Linked DNA regions of Mus musculus: region 2 is linked to region 1. Evidence: chromatin contacts called from public HiChIP or PLAC-seq data. All regions are on one chromosome and are shown on one strand. The core of a region is the stretch at or near the end of the contact, and the rest is flanking DNA. Distances in the headings are between cores, read along the strand shown. Region 1 holds the start of Chrna4 (cholinergic receptor, nicotinic, alpha polypeptide 4). Region 2 has its middle 33 kb from the start of Chrna4.

The links. HiChIP or PLAC-seq counts read pairs in DNA pulled down with a chosen protein or histone mark.
Region 2: an H3K27ac HiChIP or PLAC-seq map of extraembryonic endoderm stem cells shows a contact between it and region 1, with 3 times the contacts expected there. The contact joins the enhancer-like site here to the promoter of Chrna4 in region 1. A contact is called at or near these places in 1 of 39 promoter capture datasets (Sertoli cells), 21 of 484 Hi-C or Micro-C datasets (the AML12 cell line, the HPC-7 cell line, astrocytes and 12 more), 6 of 115 datasets of contacts at active chromatin or transcription factors (astrocytes, embryonic stem cells, extraembryonic endoderm stem cells and 1 more) and 4 of 9 other capture datasets (adipose tissue, embryonic stem cells, liver and 1 more).

The regions. Positions count from the first base shown.
Region 1 is chr2:181,036,912-181,042,620 of GRCm38.p6, forward strand. Chrna4 (cholinergic receptor, nicotinic, alpha polypeptide 4) reads right to left here and starts at 2,266. Exons shown (of 6, transcript NM_015730.5): 1 at 2,081-2,266; 2 at 508-659. The coding sequence starts at 2,162.
Region 2 is chr2:181,068,917-181,074,625 of GRCm38.p6, forward strand. No RefSeq gene overlaps it. Among named protein-coding and RNA genes, the nearest start is that of Chrna4, 33 kb to the left of the region's middle. Within about 2 kb of position 3,030, at least 31 of the 459 cell types and tissues checked have an H3K27ac peak or open chromatin away from gene starts, as enhancers often do. A contact at or near this core is called in cerebral cortex, cortical neurons, extraembryonic endoderm stem cells and 1 more, where this site is marked.

The DNA of each region.
Region 1 (5,709 bases), core at 1,016-3,515:
CCTAGCTCACACACGTCCTCCCAGAAGTCTTCCTAGACTTTCACTAGGGAAATGAACACATGCAGATAAGCAGGACCTGTCTGCAATTCACCCAAGCCCCGCTTTCCACACTGGTTGTACTTGGCGGCCTCTGGAATCTGATCTGAGATCATCGTGCCTGCCCCCCAGTGTACCACAGTGGCCACTCAAAGGATGCCACAACCAAAGTTTCCACAGCCTAGCTGCTGAGGAGGGAACTGGCCCTCCTATACCCACAGAAGCCTTTTCCTGGTCTTTACTCCAAAAGGTGTTCTGGTTACTTTAGGAAGCATGGCCACTAGCTTTCCTGTGAACAGGTCCAGAGCTACAGTGCTCACCTCCCTTCCCCGGTGCTGAGCACCTGCTGAGGCTCAGGATGACATTTTGCTGGCAACCTTGGTTGAACCCAGCCACATGGAGTCTCAGTGTGATAACTCCAGCAGGGTGACCCCATTGTCCTATGTAACACCAGGGCATCCCCATACCTACCACATCAATGAGCTGAGCAATCGACAAGCCAAAGCGGACAAGGACCACATCTGAGATATTGGCTACTGGCCGAGACCACTTGTTGTAGCCAGAGAAGAGTCTCTTCAGGAGCCGCTCCTCCGCATGGGCCCGGGTCTCTATGTGGCTGCTAGCTGTGGGGGAGGCAGAAAGTTTAAGGACAGGTGACCACAGAAGCTGCTGCTCTAGCCCCACACCAGACCCCATGCCATCACAGCCCTTCCTTCTGATTTCTCTTCCACCTCAGGCCCCTGGGCATGCTGCCTTGTCGTCGTCGTCCCCCCCCCCCCCCCGCACCTCCACTCCTCCCCTCAAGGAAGCCTTTCCAGGGCCCCAAGAATGAATGGATCAGGCCCTCCTGCACTCCACCAGGAAAACAAGACAACTGACATAGTGAACACTGAATTAATGGGGTAGAGCTCCCCTGCAGACAATCACTTTGGATGGAAGTGCCCTATCTCCAGTGACCGGCAGAGACAAAGGATGTAAAGGGACAGCAGGGGTTGGGGGGTGGGGCTGGGTGGCAGAAGGTGTATGGGGCAGCTAGGATGGGTGGTGGTGGTGAATGAAAGAGGACTGTGCACCACATCTCATGGCTGCAGGAGCTTGAGCCTCTGTCCACAGGAGTGGTCCTGCTGCCTGGGCTTCTAGGGTACAGCCTGACAATGAACGCAGAGCCTCGGGGCTGCCAGGACCTTGTGTTCATAGACGGATATAAGATTCCATGGATAAGCGCCACACTGCTTCATGAAGAGGGTGCCCCCTCATTCCACCAGCCAGCAGCCCATCTGTGTCCTCTCCATTGGCCCCCTACGTGGCTAGGGGGCCTCCCTACCTCCATTTGCTGGGTTGCTGCATCAAAAGAGGGGGTTGGGAAGAAAGAGGGGAGCCTCTGCTGTCTACTGGCTCTTGCTCACCTGAGAGACATGGGAACTCCTTAGGAGAGGACTCCTAGAGTCCCCCCCCCCCCAGCCTCCCCACCTCAACCTCATTCTTCCTGGTGTCTTGAACCGACCAGTAAGGCATAACCCCTCTGCTCAGTGGGAAGGCCAGGATTAAATAACTGCAGGAAGCCCCATCACGGGTTAGAGTGAAAGGTGTCCGCTCAGAGGAAGAGAGGTGGAGGAAGCCTGGGGGAGCAGAAAGGGTAGGGTGGAACTCCGGGGGGTGGTAGGGGTAGATCCCTGAAAACAGGGACAGACATGGGGGCGGTCTGAAGGCGAGATTTGGCTGGATGGAACCTCCCTCCTAGGTGGACTCCACCTCTATCCTACTTGGAGGTTCTGATTCCAGCTCCGAAATGCAGTCAGACCACCCCCCCCCCCGCCTTTACTCAAACCCCCTCTCCCAGCACTTGGAGGCTGATTCCTTCCTCTCTGGCTCAGCTAGCACTGCAGGACATCGAAGCTGTAGTGGGTGGAGGAGTCTCTGTGGCTATCCCGTTGCTCGCACCCGCGGCTTGGAACCGCAGCCCCGGGCCTCCTCTCCCCTAGCCCCGGAGTCCTAGGTGCCAGGACCCGGGAGAAAAAGGCCCGTTTCGCGTTTCGAAACTTACCAGGCAAGAGGCCGGTCCCTAAGAGCAGCAGGAGCGGCAGGAGCAGCAGCGGCGGCGGCGCCCCGGAGCCCCCGATCTCCATGGCTCACAGAACGGGCTCTAGACGAGGGCGGCTCCCGGCAGTACCGCGCCTCCGCTCCGAGACCCGCGCGCACCCAACTTCATGCCCCGTGTCGCGGCCGCTCGTCCCCAAACCGGGCTCCGCAGCTCGTCCCGCGGGGTGCGGCGGCGGGGCGGGAGCTCGAGGTTGTGGGCTCCGCGGCGCGGCCCCGCCCGGACCTGCAGCCTCCAGCCGCCGGCGAGAGGGGAGGAGGGGGAGGGACTGAAGGGAGGAGGGAGAGAGCGGGAGGAGGGGGCGGACCGGGCCCCGAGGGTATGTGGAGGCCGTGCTCTGCCCCTTGTGGGGGTAAAGTTTCCTTGTCCTCCTGAGGCTCCCGACATGCCGGGAGGGGCTGGGGACTCCGTGGTCATTCCAGTCATCTCGGCGCCTTTTGGAAATGAGCCCCTAACCCTGGTCTCCAGCCCTAACCCTGCCGGCAGCGTGAAGACTGCGGGTGCGCATTCAGGGACTGTGCGCGCGAGGAGGGCGCCCTGTTGGGCACTGGCTAACTCCATCACTTCACCCCTCCTTGGCGTGACTGTTTGCATTTTAGAAATAACAAGTCTCCTTCCTTAGCCCAACCCTGAGAGGAAAGAACCCACTCCCCATCAGCCTTCCGCCCTCCTCCTGCACCGCAAGTCCAAGAATCATCCTGTGACGCCCAGGCCCCGTGTCACCTTTTTAGTGAGAAGAACCTGGTATCCAGACCTTCGCAGGGCCAGCTAGGGACCAAGGTCCATCTTTGTCCTTTTTAAGCGTGCAGATTCTCTGCCCCTGCCTTCTCGGTAAACTGTCAGCATGAAAGCAGTTCCCTACCCCAGCTCTGTGGGCAGCGAGCTACTGGCCAGAGAGGAGAGGTGCTTGGAGACAAGCTGTAGGGTGCTAGGGATGGTCCTGAGGGATGCCACTAAGGAGAAGGTGCTCGAGTACTTTGGTTCCTAGAGTGCTTTGGTGGCACGCGGGGGGGCGGGGGGGAGGCTGGGGGGGAGGTGCGAGAGGGAGGGGGCATCTAAGCAGCAGGTGATGGAAGGAGAGACAACGGGTTCCCAAGAAGAAAGAAACCCTGTCCAACACCAAAAGCCAGATCCCAACCATGCCTTGTCCCAGAGACTCTGCCGTTGACTCCAAGCCCCAAGATGGAGACAATCCTGAAGTTGAAGGCAAGAAAGTGCTGTCCCTGTCCCTATAGCACATACCTCTCTGTTCCCAGACATGGTGGCTCTGAGGTTGACTGTCCCTTTGACCTTCCGTACCGACCCCCCAACCCCAACAGTACAGGGCTCCCATGCCTACCCTCCTCTTTCCCATCTCCCTACCTTGCTCCACCCCCCTCCTCTGTATGCCCCTCCAACAGTAGTGTACCTAGCTCTCTTGCCTGCTGGCCTACAGTGAATACATATGTCACATACCTGCTCTGGAACCTTCAGACTCCTCCAGGTCACAGGAGCCATCTGCCTACGCTCTGTAAGCAAAGCCTACAATAGGACTTCTCAAATACTCTCCTCCAGGGCAGATCACCTTCGCAGTGGCCATTGTTCTCCTCCTGTGCCCTCCTAGATGCTGGCCCAAACACTGAGGGTGTGTTGGTATGCCAGACTCCCACAGTACCCTCAAAGGCTAATTCTTTTACCTATGCCTTCCCAGGTGGGTGCAAGAAGATTTAAGCAACTTGCTCATGATCACACATTCAGTAGTGGGATCCTAAAACAGGCTATCGAGCTTTAGAGTAGGCACCCTGACCTCATGCGAAGAATGTTCTTTGGGTAGCCGTTCCCTTTCTGCCTGGAGACTTTCCAGGAGCCAAGGGAAAGCTTGGCTTTCTCAGTAGACCTCTGCTCTTTCCACGCTCACCACTAGGGCTAGTCCCCCCGATTAGCTTGTCCTCATCCACCTCTGTCCCCCAAAGAGTCAGACCATGGCTCCACGCTTCATGTATGTGTTAGTCCATTCCTGCACTAGCCAGGTATTCCTAAGCACACTTGTAGGCTTGGATGAACAAATCAGCCTGTGGCTGAGCACTGCCTGTGGGGCAGAAAGCAAGCCTGTGTAAGGCTTAGCATGGTGGACCCCGAGGGATCTGGGGAGAGCAGTGAGGCCAACAGGTCCCACATGGGAAAACTGCAGCTGGACCTGGGTCTACAGCCATCTTGATGTGACACCTCTGCTTCATATTAGCACAGAGCAAGGACAGTGTACACAGTCAGCTCTATCTTCTATTAATACCAGAAGCCAAGGATAGATGCAGAGTGGTGTGTGCCTATAATTCCAGTACTCAGAGACAGAAGGACTGCCACAGGTTCAAAGTAAGGCTGGGTTACATAGTGAGTTTGAGGTCAGCCTGGACTACACAGTGTTAGATCCTCTTAAATATATAGAAGTGGCCAACCATGATCCAGGTCCCTTGGCGTTTCTTCCAGCTTCCCTGGAACTCTGGTTAGGTGCTGTCATTCAGATATGGCTGTGGAGAAAGGTACTCAGACTAAGGCTTCTCACCACCTGAGTGATATCTATTTCTTAGTTCGGGGATGAGGGTCCTGACTCCTGCCCCATGCAAATCAAAACCTCCTTCTGGGTAAAGCCGCTTTGCTTTCTCCATCCTGAGTCTTTCCCACAGTTTCAGAGGGAGTCAGAGATTGGGAAAGGGGTGGTGAGCTGGGTGAGCCCGCGGAGGCTTCCAAAAGTATAGATGCTGGGGAGTCCACTTGTACCTGGGGATGTTAGTGTACAGGGTTTGGCCCCCGCTATCTGAGTCTGTTGGTGTAACTGCAGATCTGTGATTTCCTTCAGCCCTTTCCAGACAACTCAGATGTAGGAATCTTCAGACCAAATCTGAATCAGACCCTGGCTTCTGACTGAGTCAGGAGGAACTCAGAGTTTCTTGGGGGCAGCTCAGCTCTGTTGCCTGTTTATCTTCACAGCTTCTAGAGACAGGCTTTGTGCCCAGCCTTCCAGGTTGAGCAGTCTGGGACAGTGGCTCGCACCAGCGGGCAGTCTCTCTCGGGCAGTCTCTCGTTGAGCAAAAGGCCAGGTGGGGGGTCGGCTCCACCCTCAGGGCATTGCTGACACAGCCCTGTGCACCACGTGCACTGGCTCACACACATCTGCCTGGCTGGTTGACTTTCCCTGCGGATTTGCTAATGCAGCAGATTAATCAGTCTCACTCATTAATTTGTAGGCCCCCTCCTGCCCCACCTGCTGACTAGAAACCACTGCTGGGGACCCTGGGAATCCTGGAGCCAAGTGAAGCTCTTACTGAGGGCACTAGGCAAGAAAAGCCCAATTTACAAGTCTATAGACTACCCCAGAAGAAGGTTAGGGTGACCCTGAGGCCAGAGTCTCCTGAGGGTGGGGGTAGAACAAACCCTGAACATGCCTCCCTCCCTGGCTCTGTCACTTCTCTTCCAGGATCCTGCTGCCCAACTGGACAGGTAGTTCAAAAGATACAGGCCTGTGAGGGAACTTCCCTCCCTCTCTCTGCCCTCTCTACCCTACACCCTGTCCCAAGGACATTTCCATGGTAACCATCTGC
Region 2 (5,709 bases), core at 1,780-4,279, 33 kb after region 1:
AGTGAATGAGAACAGAGATTGAAAAGCTGCACAGAACCTGAACAAGTAACTTAATACAGTCCTACTTGGAGAGATCTCATCACATGCCCCCGTCACCCCCCAGTACCACTCCCAGCTTTCAGAAAAGCAAACTGGATCCTGGGCCATGGCACAGTTGAAAATGCAGAACTCACATGAACTGTGGTTCCAGAATAACATATGCATATTATATATATCATACTATGCATATACACACGTGTGTATATATATATCACACATATGCATATACATATGCACATATACACATAAACACACACATATCATATACATATATGCATATACATCAATCCATACCCATATATATCATATACATACACATATACATCATATACATCACATACCATACACATCACATGCACATACATATCCATATAAACATACACATTACACATGTACATCATATACATACATCATATGCATAAACATATGCACATATACATACATATACATCAAATGTACATACACATACAAGCACACACACATACATATCACCAATCCATACCCACACATATACACATACACATCATATACATATACATCACACATCATACACACACACATATATATGTCATATACATCACACATCATACACACACACATATATATGTCATATACATATACATCATACACATCATGTACACATATACATATGCATTCAATTAAGCTAGATGAACTAGTGGCCCCACAAGAAGCCAGAAGGAGAAGCTTGAGGAACATGAATGCTTAGAACTGAATCAAGATGAATATATAGAATGTGAGGGAGGTAGGTAATGTGGTGTTGAGAGGAAAGGGCACCCACAGCATCCGAGGCCTGTGTATAACAGAATATAGTTCAATATGCAAACTGAGCTCTCACTGAAAGAAATTAAAAAGAAGAGAAAATTAAACCTAAAGAGAAAAGGTAGAAGCAAAGATTAGAGCAGAAACAGTAAAATTTGCAATAGAAAAAGCAACTATCAATCAAATTAAACTCTCATGGGGGCAGTGTGTGCCCAGAACCCACAGTGGCTCTCCTAATGCCCCTGCAAAGAGGGTGACCTGGTAGGTGCTGAACCTATTCCAGTAGCAGGGAAGGAAAGAACAGAGGCAGTCCTACCAGAAGGGAGCTGATGGGGGAGGGAAAATATGTGCGGAAGAGGTGAGCTCAAAGTGTACCAGAAAAAGGGTGACCTTAACAGCATAGCAGGAGCTGTGGGAAGGAAAAGCAGCTATGTCCTCTGGGGGCAAGTTCTCCATGACCACCAGGTTCCTTTGGCGGATAGCAGTGGGCAGGTGTGAGCTGTCCATCCCGCACAGCCACAGATGACTGTGCTATCAGCAGCAGCAGCAGCAGCAAAGAAGTTAGCAGTAATCCATTCCAACGCAAATGTAAGACCCACGTGTGAGAGAAAAATAGCAGCTCTGAATGTCAAGCATAGCCCCAGACGCAGCTGTCTGCCTCTGAGCAGGATTGAGAGCTCGGTCTGCAGCTCCCTGTAAGCGAGAGCTAGGCCTCTGTGGGCTGAGAGAATCCAGGGTGTGGTAAGGGAGATTTGAGGCACCTTATATCTGACAACTCCACCAGGAGAGAGATGTCTACTTGCTCTGAGAGGAGCAGAAGGCCAGGGGCCTTCCATCTAGCAGGGCTGTAGCTGGTACTCAGTACAACAGTCAGCACAAGACTACACCTAAAGTGGAGGACAAGGTTCATCTGATAAAACAAAACAACCTTCTATTTCACCTTGGAATAGCAGATGCAACTGTAACGGAGAAGGGATTATTGAGGACTCAGAGGTGTCCAGAATCTATCTATGGACAAGCCCCCATCCCTGAATGCCAGGACCTGAGCTCACTTAGAGAGACGGGATCACAGGAAGAGGCCATTTGAGAGGAGACCACAAAAGCAAGAGTGCTGTATGAGAGAGGTTACCTGGGGGGCACAGTGCCTGAAGGACAAGCAGTGTAGTGTTTGCAGAAGGAGTATGCTTTGAGGTCAGTGTTTGGAGGAAAGAGGACATTGTGAACGAGGATTGGAAAAAGAGGTTGGGTTTGGACCCCTCCCTAAGGGGAAGATGGGAACCCAGCCAGGTGGAAGGGCAGCCAGATGATACCAGAAGAAAATGACATACGATTTGGTGTAGATGGTCAGCACCAACCTGTACCAACAAATCCAGGTTGGGATGATGGTTGTGTGGAAAGTACACAGGGGTACTGTTGACCTTGGGGTATCCAGGATTTGTTTCTGTGGAAGCCCGTTCAGCATCTGCTCAGGCAGCCTGCTCCTCTCTGAAAGCCTCTACCTCTCTTGCACAAGGTGCAGGGTGCACATACCAAGACAACTACTTAAGGCAAGGCGGGGGTTTCCCTTTGGGGCCCCAGAATTGCAGGAATCCTGATAACTGTTGTCCTGGACATTATTGTCCCAACGCCCTGACTTCAGTTTCCCAGGCCCTGAATGAAGACGCTCGTGCTTTGGGTCCCATTGCTATATGTGCTATATGTCATATGTACTGGAGTTATCGGAGGCCACGGAATCAGGGTGGGTATGGGGCCAGCAGTTCTGGCTGCAGTTCAAGCTGATAGGAGAGATATGAATAGGACTATGTATCTTCAGGCACTTACAGAACACCAAGAGATTATTTTAAAAGCAACAACAAACAAACAAACAAACAAACAAACAAAACCCCTCTTAGGCCCTAGGAGGCAAAACCCCAAACCCCATTCCCTACTTCCAGTATTCAGTGCCCTGACCTGCTAGGATCTGCATACTAGGCCAGGAACAGTTTTCTTTCCAGAGGTTGGACCACAAGGAAGTCAAGCCAGCTGACCCTGTGGAAGTTAGGCTCTTTTAAGGTCAGGTCCCGTGCAGGGGGAATCCATGGAAGACAGGCCCGGTTATGTCTTGTGGAGTTTAGGCTCTGTGGAGAATATCAGTGCTGGTACACACCCCAGGGAGGGACATATCAGGCAGGTAAGGGGTGGAGGCCCTCTGGGATAGGCTAAGAGTGTGAGCACCCAGAGTGTGTATGACTCCGAAAATGAGAGAGAACAGACGGCAGGTCCCGTGTGATTCCCTTAGCTCATCTGAACTCTTACCTCTGGCTTGGATCTACTAAAGAGCCTGGAACCAGATCCTGAGGGTGGCAAGAGAATGTGAGATCCCCATGTGGCAATAGCCCCCTGTGGCAAATTTGCCTCCTCTGAGCTCCTGTGCCTTTACTGATTGGTATGGCTACCCAAGCCTTGTCAGCCTGGCTGAGAAAGGCAATAGTGGGCAGGTGTGCTCTGCCTGACCTCCTAAGAGGCAGGTTCCAGGAGTCTGGATTTGTCTGTTCAGAGAACTGGTTCATGTGACTAATGATAGGACTCTTCTTCTGGTGAGCACTGCCACCTGGTGGCCTTGCTGGGTATTGCCTCAACTCCAGCATTCAAAGTCATCTGGGACATTTATCCCAGAGAGGTACGCGCAACTGGCCTGACCCATAGTAACCCTATTCCTCAGTCCTTTCTAGATAGGCGACTCCCAATGTACCTCAAACCATTCTGGCTGGTGGTTCCTTCCCTGCACATGGGCAGTTATACACATCACATCTCTTCTGGTCTGCAACACATCCTGGGTCCTTCAAACCCCACTCAGCCCCTGTGCATGTGCCCTCTCAGGAGGGACCCTTCTTTCCAAGGTGATGGGCAAGTACCTAGGGGTCTCAGTAAATTTTGGGGTCATAGTGTTTTTGGCATAGATGTTTGCTTTGTGAACAAAGGTTCACAACCACCATGTATGCTACTTCAGACCTATGGGAAGTTGGTGTGACCACTGAAAGAGCATCTGAAGCAATTGCTCACACAACTCTAGATGAGGTCCCTCTGCTAAATCAATAAACTTGACCATGGACAGGAGACAGGATGGAGATGAGGTGTAAGGAGAAAAATCACTGGCAGCAAAATAGACTTGGTGGATATATAGGTGTTGAGGGACAGGAAATACCCTATGCAGGGGCAGTGCAAAGATGCAGTGGTTTCTCCTCCAAAGCCAGATTCTTAGTGTTTTGAATGCCCCTCTGTTCCTACACACTGTTCATGAATGTCCTAGCTCACTGCTTCCCATCTCTTGGTGTCACCTGACCATGGGATTCCTTATATAACACAGTCCCGGGCTCAGACTATGTGATGGCTATTCCTGGCTGTCAACTTGATTACATCTAGAATGAACTACAATCCAGGAATGGAGAGCACACCTGTGATCGAGATCTTGAGGCTGGAGGACAGGTTTCTGACCTGGATCTTGACATAAAGATCTTGAGGCTTAGGCCCAGGCATGGTAGTACACGTCTTTAATTCCAGGAGATAGGATAAGCAGATCTCTGAGTTCAAGGTCAGCCTGGGACAAAGCAAGTTTTAGATTCAGGTTTGGTCATACACACCTTTAATCTGGGCCACACCTTCTGCTGGAGGCCTCACATAAGGACATTGGAAGAAGGAAGGCTCGTTCTTCTTCGACCAATTGTACTTACTTGCCAGCACATCTTTTGGAACCCACTTCTACAGAAGACCAGCTTAAACAACTAGCTTCATATGATTCCCTTGATACACATAGAGGCATTCCATAAGTTCTGACTCTAGAGAACCCTGACTTAGACAGTCTAGGTATCTGCTTTTTATTCCTTACCACTGCCAAGCCACTAAACCCTAAATCATCTTAGCTATCTAACGGACCCTTAAGATACCAGGGTGTGACTGCCTGGTGATGGTAAGGGTAGGGGATACTCCCAGAGTGTCCACAGCATGGCCATCCTAGATGAAATTTGTCAGAATGCACTTTCCTGCTACCTTACAAGGATAGGTGAACTGCAGAAAGCCTGGGCAGGGTGCCATGGCCAGAACAGGCTGCAGAGAGCCTGGGACAGGTATGGCTATAACCTGAGGAAACCACCCTTTATGCTTTGCTCTGTCTGTGGTCACTGGCTGACCGGCCAATGTCTAACCCAACCATGTGGCTCTGATGTATGGGTCAGGTGTACCCAAAGGGGACACATGTTTGGTGTCCCCAATCATCTTTACTCATTCTCTTAATAATGACCACCAGGTACCCAGTACAGTGAAGTGGCCCTTCTTCTAACCAGGTACCCAGTACCTAGTAGGAATTTCCCAATCTTCTGGGTGCACTGAAAATGTACTGGCCTTACTACAGTGGTCATATTAAGTAAGGCAGGTGATGCCCTAAAGGAGAAAGTCAAGCAAAGAAAAGGAACAAGACAGTAGATCCCCATATACTGGGCTTCTCTGTGAACAACTCTCGCTAATTAGTCAGGGCTTCTCTGTCCATCACAGCCAACTCCTAACTTCTAGTCTAATCCCACAGAGACCTCTAGGATCAGAGCAATGAGGCAGGTACCACTGAGATCAAGGTAATCGTGTCCAGAAAGAGGAGCTCGGGACACTGGCTATGCCCAGAAAGATGGAAGCCAAATGAGTGGGGCCACTTCACTGTTTCCAAATTCAGACTGATCATAATGACTAAGAAACAGAGGGCTGCACTGGCACCCATCCATTAAGCCACACAATGTGTGCCACGAACACATGGCCCCCATAGACTCTCCGGAGGTGTCCTGAGCCCCTCTTGAATTCTATGAAGCCCTCTTGAAACCCACCATAGCTAGGTTCTACCAACCTTCAGACAGTGAACAGACTAGG